2 separate regions of the Arachis hypogaea genome follow, and region 1 is linked to region 2. Evidence: chromatin contacts called from public Hi-C data. All regions are on one chromosome and are shown on one strand. Each heading gives the region's core, a stretch centred on a gene start, on an enhancer-like site or on the middle of the called end of the contact. The rest is flanking DNA. Distances are from core to core; before and after follow the strand shown. Region 1 holds the start of LOC112750104 (formin-like protein 4). Region 2 holds the start of LOC112750102.

Evidence for each region. A called contact is a pair of places that touch in the nucleus more often than the background predicts.
Region 1: a contact with region 2 is called in a Hi-C map of leaf, with 6 times the contacts expected there. The contact joins the promoter of LOC112750104 here to the promoter of LOC112750102 in region 2. A contact is called at or near these places in 3 of 8 Hi-C or Micro-C datasets (leaf and an unstated tissue).

The regions. Positions count from the first base shown.
Region 1 is chr15:30,504,829-30,508,765 of arahy.Tifrunner.gnm2.J5K5, forward strand. It overlaps LOC112750104 (formin-like protein 4), which reads left to right and starts at 1,642. Exons shown (of 2, transcript XM_025798655.3): 1 at 1,642-3,079; 2 at 3,179-3,937. The coding sequence starts at 1,677.
Region 2 is chr15:30,248,026-30,251,748 of arahy.Tifrunner.gnm2.J5K5, forward strand. LOC112750102 reads right to left here and starts at 1,277. Exons shown (of 10, transcript XM_029293352.2): 1 at 1,105-1,277; 2 at 876-989; 3 at 664-782; 4 at 463-509; 5 at 273-373. The coding sequence starts at 1,209.

The DNA.
Region 1 (3,937 bases), core at 392-2,891, 260 kb after region 2:
AAAATTATACTAATTTATAAAATTACTTAATACAAAAAAATTCTTACAACGGTTAATTTTAATAATGTAGTTAGTATTTTAAATTTTAAAAATTATTTAATAAATTAATTATGATTTAATTATTTAATTATGTAAATGTTAACATTTTAATTATTTAATCTAATTAATTATTATAATTATTAATAAATTAATTATACTTTAATTATTTAATATAAATTATTAATCAAATAAAAATATAATTATTTATTATAATTATTATTAATTTAATTATTATTTAATTATTTAATATAATTATTTATTTTTATAATAACTTGTCATGTGACAAGTTATTATTGGTTACAATGAGTCCCTCTGAATGGAGACTCTCTCTTCTTAAACAACGTGCTGGGACTCATGTTGGTTATGCTCCAATAGTAGGTCCCTTAAATGTCAGAAAAAATTAAATGGAACTCATCCATTAGAGATGTTCTTAGACCATCTCCAGTAGAAAACTCATCCAAGTTCCTGTTTATGGTCCACCTGTCATAAGAAGTAACTCCACATCAACTTTTGTGTCATAAACTCAAAGCATCTCTCTCTTCTCCATTAGGAGGAACTGACTTTAGTCCCTATTGTGGTCCCACTTAATTAATTATTATAATTATTTAATTTAATTAACTATTATAATTATTATTAAATTTAATTTTATTTAATTATTTAATATAATTTAATTATTTAATATAATTATTTATTTAATTATAATTTTATATGTATTTATTTAAAAGGTAACTTGTGGCAAGTTATCATTGGTTATGTTTGATTCCTGCTCAGAGGGATTCTTCTGCCTTGGCCTCCGTGAAGGAACTCATCTTTCTCCTTCTCCAACTATAAATTCCACCATGTGTCAGAAAAAAGTGGAATGAGGACCACTCATTGGAGCTGCTCTTACTGTATAGGTTGGCGTCAGCATGACCATCAAGTCAACCAAATCCTTCACCACAAATTTCTGTAATGGAACTTCTCCCTTTTTTCTTGTGCCTTTTTAGCTTCTAGAAGCAACTAATCTAACTTTTCATTAATCATTAAAATAATATATGAGACACCATTTTTAATTTTAACTCACATATTATTTGCTACTAAATAGTATGGTATGTTAATTAATAATTTATTTTTCTTTATCTTTTTTTAAATATTCACGGTCGAACACGTTAACTAATTCATTCAACAATATATAAATCAGAATAACTCGCAAGTTAATGTATATAAATAAGATACCTTTAATTATAATTGGTAGTATAGTAAGACAAAGTCAAAGATAGGATAACTGTGCCATGATGATAAATTAATGGCATTTGACTCGAAAAAGAAAAAAAGCTTTTGGATTTGGAGCATTATTCTAGTGCCACCTCAAACCCCGCATGCAATATTAACATGTTTGACATAGTTAGTGGAATAGTGCACAAGTGACAAGTCTCTTTCAAACACTACTTAATTCACATATCCTTTTGTAGTTTGACCAAATCCTGCCACAAAAGTACTAAAATACCCCTCAACTACGCCATTTACTCATTTCTAAGATCCAGGGTCATGTTGGTCATTGCATGGTTTAATAAAATTGGAAACTACCAACTAACGACATTTATCAGCTTACTTCTTTTGAAACTTTCAGACACTAACAAAACCAATATAACAAGAAAATGGACAAACTTTCAATTATAATCAACGGAAAGAACAGAAGAAGAAGAAGAAGTAGAAGAAAAAGTGCATTAAAATTTCTTGTCTTAGGATTTAGAAAACCGTGTGATGAATGTAATCTAATCCATGCTTCATTCTCTAATGTTATGGCTCTGAAGAATGCTGTGCTTCTTCTGAGCCTTCTCTTTGTTTCACATATTTTTTTTATACAAACATGTTATTCCCAAACCAATTTTGATCCTCAGAACATTGAGACTTTCTATCCAATTGAAACACCAGAAGAACCACCATTACCAACAACAAATCCAGAAGAATCACCGCCATCATCGCCATCTCCATCACCATCATCAAACAGTAAAGTAGCAAAGGCTGTAGCTGCAACTGCAGCATGCACACTAGCTGTTTGTGGAATTGTGTTCTTCTTAGGTCTAAGGTGCTTCAGAGCAAAGAAGAGAATTGACATAACCAACACTACTACAACAACCATGGCTGCTTCTTCTGCAACACACAGAGATTATAGGAATGTTGTGGTGCCTCTGCCTCAGCCTCGACCTCAACCTCAGGTGAGTGTGTATGAGAGAATGGAAGGTAACATAAAAGGGCTGATTGTTGATGAGAATGGTTTGGATGTTGTATATTGGAAAAGGCTTCAAGATGGTAAGAACTCAAAAGAGGTATTGGGTAAAAGTCACAAAAACAAAGAAGAAAGCGATCACGAAGGATATTATGATCAAAGGACACAACCTGAATCTAATGTTCAAGAAACTCCTTTGCTAAGAGGGTTATCTTCAAATTCTTCACATTTGAATATATTTCCTGTAGAACCATACACTATTATGAAGATTCCACCACCTCATCCTCCTCCTCCAATTAATGGTTTTGATAAACTTGATTTTGTTAGCCATTCACAACCAAAACCACCCTCCATTTCTTCATCATCAACTCCTACACCACTTTCACCTTCCACTCCAAGAATCCAAGATAGAAAAAGTTCAGCACCTACACTGCCGCCACCTCCACCACCTCCGCCACCAATTCCAAAGAGCCAAGCAGTGCCACCAGCATGTCCTCCACCAGTACCAGAAAGAAAGAGCCAAGCACCTCCACCACAACCACCTCCTCTTCCACCAATTACTGGTAGAAAGAGCCAAGCCCCGCCACCGCCGCCTCCACCGATTCCTTCTAGAAAGGGGCCACCAAAGGGAGGAAATCCAAAGTCATCATCAAAACCACCTCCTACCCCTATTGAAGCACCATCATACTTGAGAAAAGGCAAATCTAAAGATGAAGATATGCAAGAAACCGGCAATCGTCAAGTGAAACTGAAGCCTCTGCATTGGGATAAAGTCAATGCTAATCTTGATCACTCCATGGTTTGGGACAAAATTGACCGTGGCTCCTTCAGGTATAATACTAATATTCCTATCACATTCAATTCTCTGAAACTAATATGCAAATTTTGATCATTTGTTTTGGCACTTAGTGTTTACATATAATTCTTCAGGGTCGATGACGATCTTATGGAAGCTCTCTTTGGCTATGTTGTTAACCACAACACCCCAAAAGCGAATGATTCAGGGAGTCCAAGCAAGGGTTCCTCTGCCTCAGCTCCATCAACAAAGGCATCCACCCTTCTTGACCCAAGAAAATCACAGAACACTGCCATTGTGTTGAAATCTCTTGCAATATCAAGAAAAGAAGTCATTGATGCACTCCTTGATGGTCATGGCCTCAACATAGACACCATTGAAAAGCTTTCTAGAGTTGCTCCAACAGAAGAAGAGCAATCTCTAATACTCCAATACAGAGGAGATCCTGAAAACCTTCCTGCAGCGGAGTCCTTCCTGTATCATACTCTCAAAGCTGTTCCTTCGGTGTTTAAGCGCTTGAATGCCATGCTGTTCAGGCTGAACTATGATGCCGAGATTGTCGAAATCAAGGAGTTTCTGCAGACACTTGAGTTGGGATGTAAGGAGCTTAGGAACCAAGGAGTGTTCCTGAAGCTTCTTGAAGCAGTGCTCAAGGCCGGAAATCGCATGAATGCAGGTACTCATAGAGGTAATGCTCAAGCTTTCAACTTGGCTTCTCTTAGGAAACTTTCTGATGTGAAGAGCACCGATGGAAAAACCACATTGCTTCACTTTGTGGTTGAGGAAGTGGTCCGATCTGAAGGCAAACGTGCTGTTCTCAATCGAGACTACAGCATGAGCCGAAGTAGCAGCAGAAGTAGAAGTAGCAGCAGTATTAGCAGTGGAAACACTGA
Region 2 (3,723 bases), core at 27-2,526:
CCGCAAGTTCCAGTTTATAATTTGCAAGGTGAAATTAGAAATTCTTTTCTTTTTTAAATATTTTCAAACACTAGTGGGAAAATTGTTTTAAAGGCCCTGCACATTCCATCTAACATTAACTACATCAAAAGATTAGGTCCATTCCCCTTCTTGTACTTCTTTAGTTACAAACAAACTAAAAAAGCCTAATTGTTACATAATCATACCCAGTGAAATGGGATAGACACTTTTGAGAAAGAAAAAAAGAAAGAAAAGGGGCTACACAATCATACCCAGTGAAGCAGCAGAGCAGCAGGCGAGTCCAGTGGAATGCACCTCCAATTATAGTAGTCACTCCAACTATGCAACTGCACCGGAATTTGAGATTCGGGTGCTAAACATTTATATATTGGATTTTATTTTCTTTTCAATTTAATACATATGAGGAACTTGGAATGGAGAAACAAGCTTCAATTGTATTACCATAACAAGGATACAAATTTCTTGGAAGATCCCAACTGTTGTTTAACCTGCCAAAACTAAACTCCTTAGACCAAAGCTTGTTCTAAGCCAAGTAAATACACCATAAAATGTCTGAACTTTCTATTTTGTAATGATTAGGGCAAACATAATTTTGATTAACAAAAAGTTTCAGAATATGAAGCTTGAAGGAAACAAGAGAACCGTAAACAATCAAATGAAGCAGACGATTCGCCACAACGGCATTCGATCATCCACATCCCCTTTTGATGGATTCCCCTCTTGCTCAAGAAAGAACACCTAGTTTCCTGCTTCAAACAAATCTGTTGAAAAAGCTAAATTAGCATAAAAAAAACATATATGAACACTTTACGGTAACAATGTTTTCTTTGAAGGTTGTTAGAATCAGAAATCACCTGAACTGTAGCTTCTTGAGAGAAAGTGAAAGGAAAATCATTGAGTAAATGCACACTCTCCATCTGTTGCTCTAACCTATCACACTCATGTTTGTGGCTACTCCAGTGTTCAATCTAGGGTTCAAAGAAAAAACGGAGAGATATGAAGAAATTTGTGAAACGCAGAACTATTCAGCGAGCGAAAATATGTTCAAAACTGCGGATCAGAAATTGAGATAGAGAGAGGGACCTGATGAGAGAGAGAGCAATAAGCGACGGCTCCGCAGCGAGCGCAGGGCCTGGTGGCGGCGCCGGTGCAGCGCGTTCTTCCGCTGCCCTTCGCGGCGCACTCCATCTTCTCCTCCGACGTTTCTCTCTGCAATCGGTGCTCATGTGCATGGCGTGTGTGGCCCAGCCCAAGTCTCCAAGCCCACTAGGGCCCATTTCTATGTTATCTTGGACCAAGATTGATTAGTTGAGCAAAGTCCATTATCATTTTCAATAAACGGATTTTTAGTGATAAGATAAAAACAAAATAAAAAAACAACTTGAACGGATTACTTGATTAGTCCACTTATTCCGCAACCTCTTAATTGAGTATGAGAAGATTATGCCATTTGAGTTATAACTCATTGGTGATACCTCTTAATTGAGTATGAGAAGATTATGCCATTTGAGTTATAACTCATTGGTGATTAGTCCACTTATTTATTTTTTTTTATCAAAGATAGGAGACTCGAACCCGTAACCTCTTAGTTGAGTATGGGGAGACTATGTCATTTGAGCTATTACTCAGACTAAAAACTTGAAAAGATAGGAGACTCGAACCCGTAACCTCTTAGTTGAGTATGGAGAGACTATGCCATTTGAGCTATTACTCAGACTAAAAACTTGAAAAGATAGGAGACTCGAACCCGCCCTCTTAATTGAGTATGGGGAGTCTATGCCATTTGAGCTATTATTCATTGGCTTAAAATTTGGAAAGATAGAAGACTCGAACCCGCAACCTCTTAATTGAGTATGGGGAGTCTATGCCATTTGAGCTATTACTCATTGGCAAAAATTTGGAAAGATAGGAGACTCGAACCCGCAACCTCTTAATTGAGTATGGGGAGTCTATGCCATTTGAGCTATTACTCATTGGCTAAAAATTTGGAAAGATAGGAGACTCGAACCCGCAACCTCTTAATTGAGTATGGGAAGTCTATGCCATTTGAGCTATTACTCATTGGCAAAATTTGGAAAGATAGGAGACTCGAACCCGCAACCTCTTAATTGAGTATGGGGAGTCTATGCCATTTGAGCTATTACTCATTGGCTTAAAATTTGGAAAGATAGGAGACTCGAACCCGCAACCTCTTAATTGAGTATGGGGAGTCTATGCCATTTGAGCTATTATTCATTGGCCAAAATTTGGAAAGATAGGAGACTCGAACCCGCAACCTCTTAATTGAGTATGGAGAATCTATGCCATTTGAGCTATTACTCATTGGCAAAAATTTGGAAAGATAGAAGACTCGAACCCGCAACCTCTTAATTGAGTATGAGGAGTCTATGCCATTTGAGCTAGTCTATGCCATTTGAGCTATTACTCATTGGCAAAAATTTGGAAAGATAGGAGTTGAGTATGGGGAGTCTATGCCAGACTCAAACCCGCAACCTCTTAATTGAATATGGGGAGTCTATGCCATTTGAGCTATTACTCATTGGCTGATTAGTCCACTTATTCACTTAAACAAATGTTTGAGTTTAAATACTATTTTTGAATTATATGTAATAACTTATTAATTAGTGACCAATTCTTAAATAAAATATATTATAAAAAATTTGTTTTCTTTTATTTAAAAGAGTAAAAGATCTATTTAAAGTTCAAACCAATGAATTTGGATCTTATTTTTATCCATAAAATTTTAAATGACATCCTACTCACCAGAAGTCAAAAAGGGAGCCATTCAAATAAAAATATTTAAAATATTTTTTTAAAGATATTTTTTAATAATTAAAATTTAATATATATAATTGATTAAATCGTGTTATTTTTGTTAAAATTAGATCAGATAAATTGATTTGGCCAAAAAATCAGTGAATTACTCCTTAAACCAATCTAAATTAATCTTTTTTATAAAAATGACTACAATATCTCTATTATAAAAAATGACTAAAATACTCTTATTCTTATTATTATTATATATAAATTTTGAAAACTCTAAATCCTAATCTTTCTCTTCTCTTTGTGCTGTCATAGAGTTAAGATTTAGCATTTTCAAAATTTAATATATATATATATATATATATATATAATAGAAGTATTCTATAATAAGATTATTGTAACCATTTTAAAAAATAATTTAGACTAGTTTAAAATTTAATTTACCAATTTTTCAGCCAAATCAATTTATCTTTAATTTTAATAAAAATAACATAATTTAATCAATTATATATATTAAATTTTAATTATTAAAAAATATTTTAAAAAAAGATATTTTAAGTGTCTTTATTTGAGTACTCGTAACCATTTAAGCATCAAAATCGTTGAGTTAACCAATGTTAGTAAACATCTGGGTTAACATAAATTATAACTCAAAATTCTTAACAGTAATATTACCAAAAATTTTGTTCCAAATACGATGAATGTGAAAAACTATCAAAGAAATTTATCAAACATTTTTTTCTATAAAATATACCAACCATATTATGTATACACCAAATAAAATGGGTAGGATGTCATTCGGTTGAAGCAACTTACTATAATGGAAATTACTAATAAGAGCACCATGCCTCGCAAGCTCGCCCGAGCACATGTCTGCATATCCTGAAACTAGACTGAAGCGAACCAAAAAAAATATTTAAACCATTTCGTTCCTCCTTG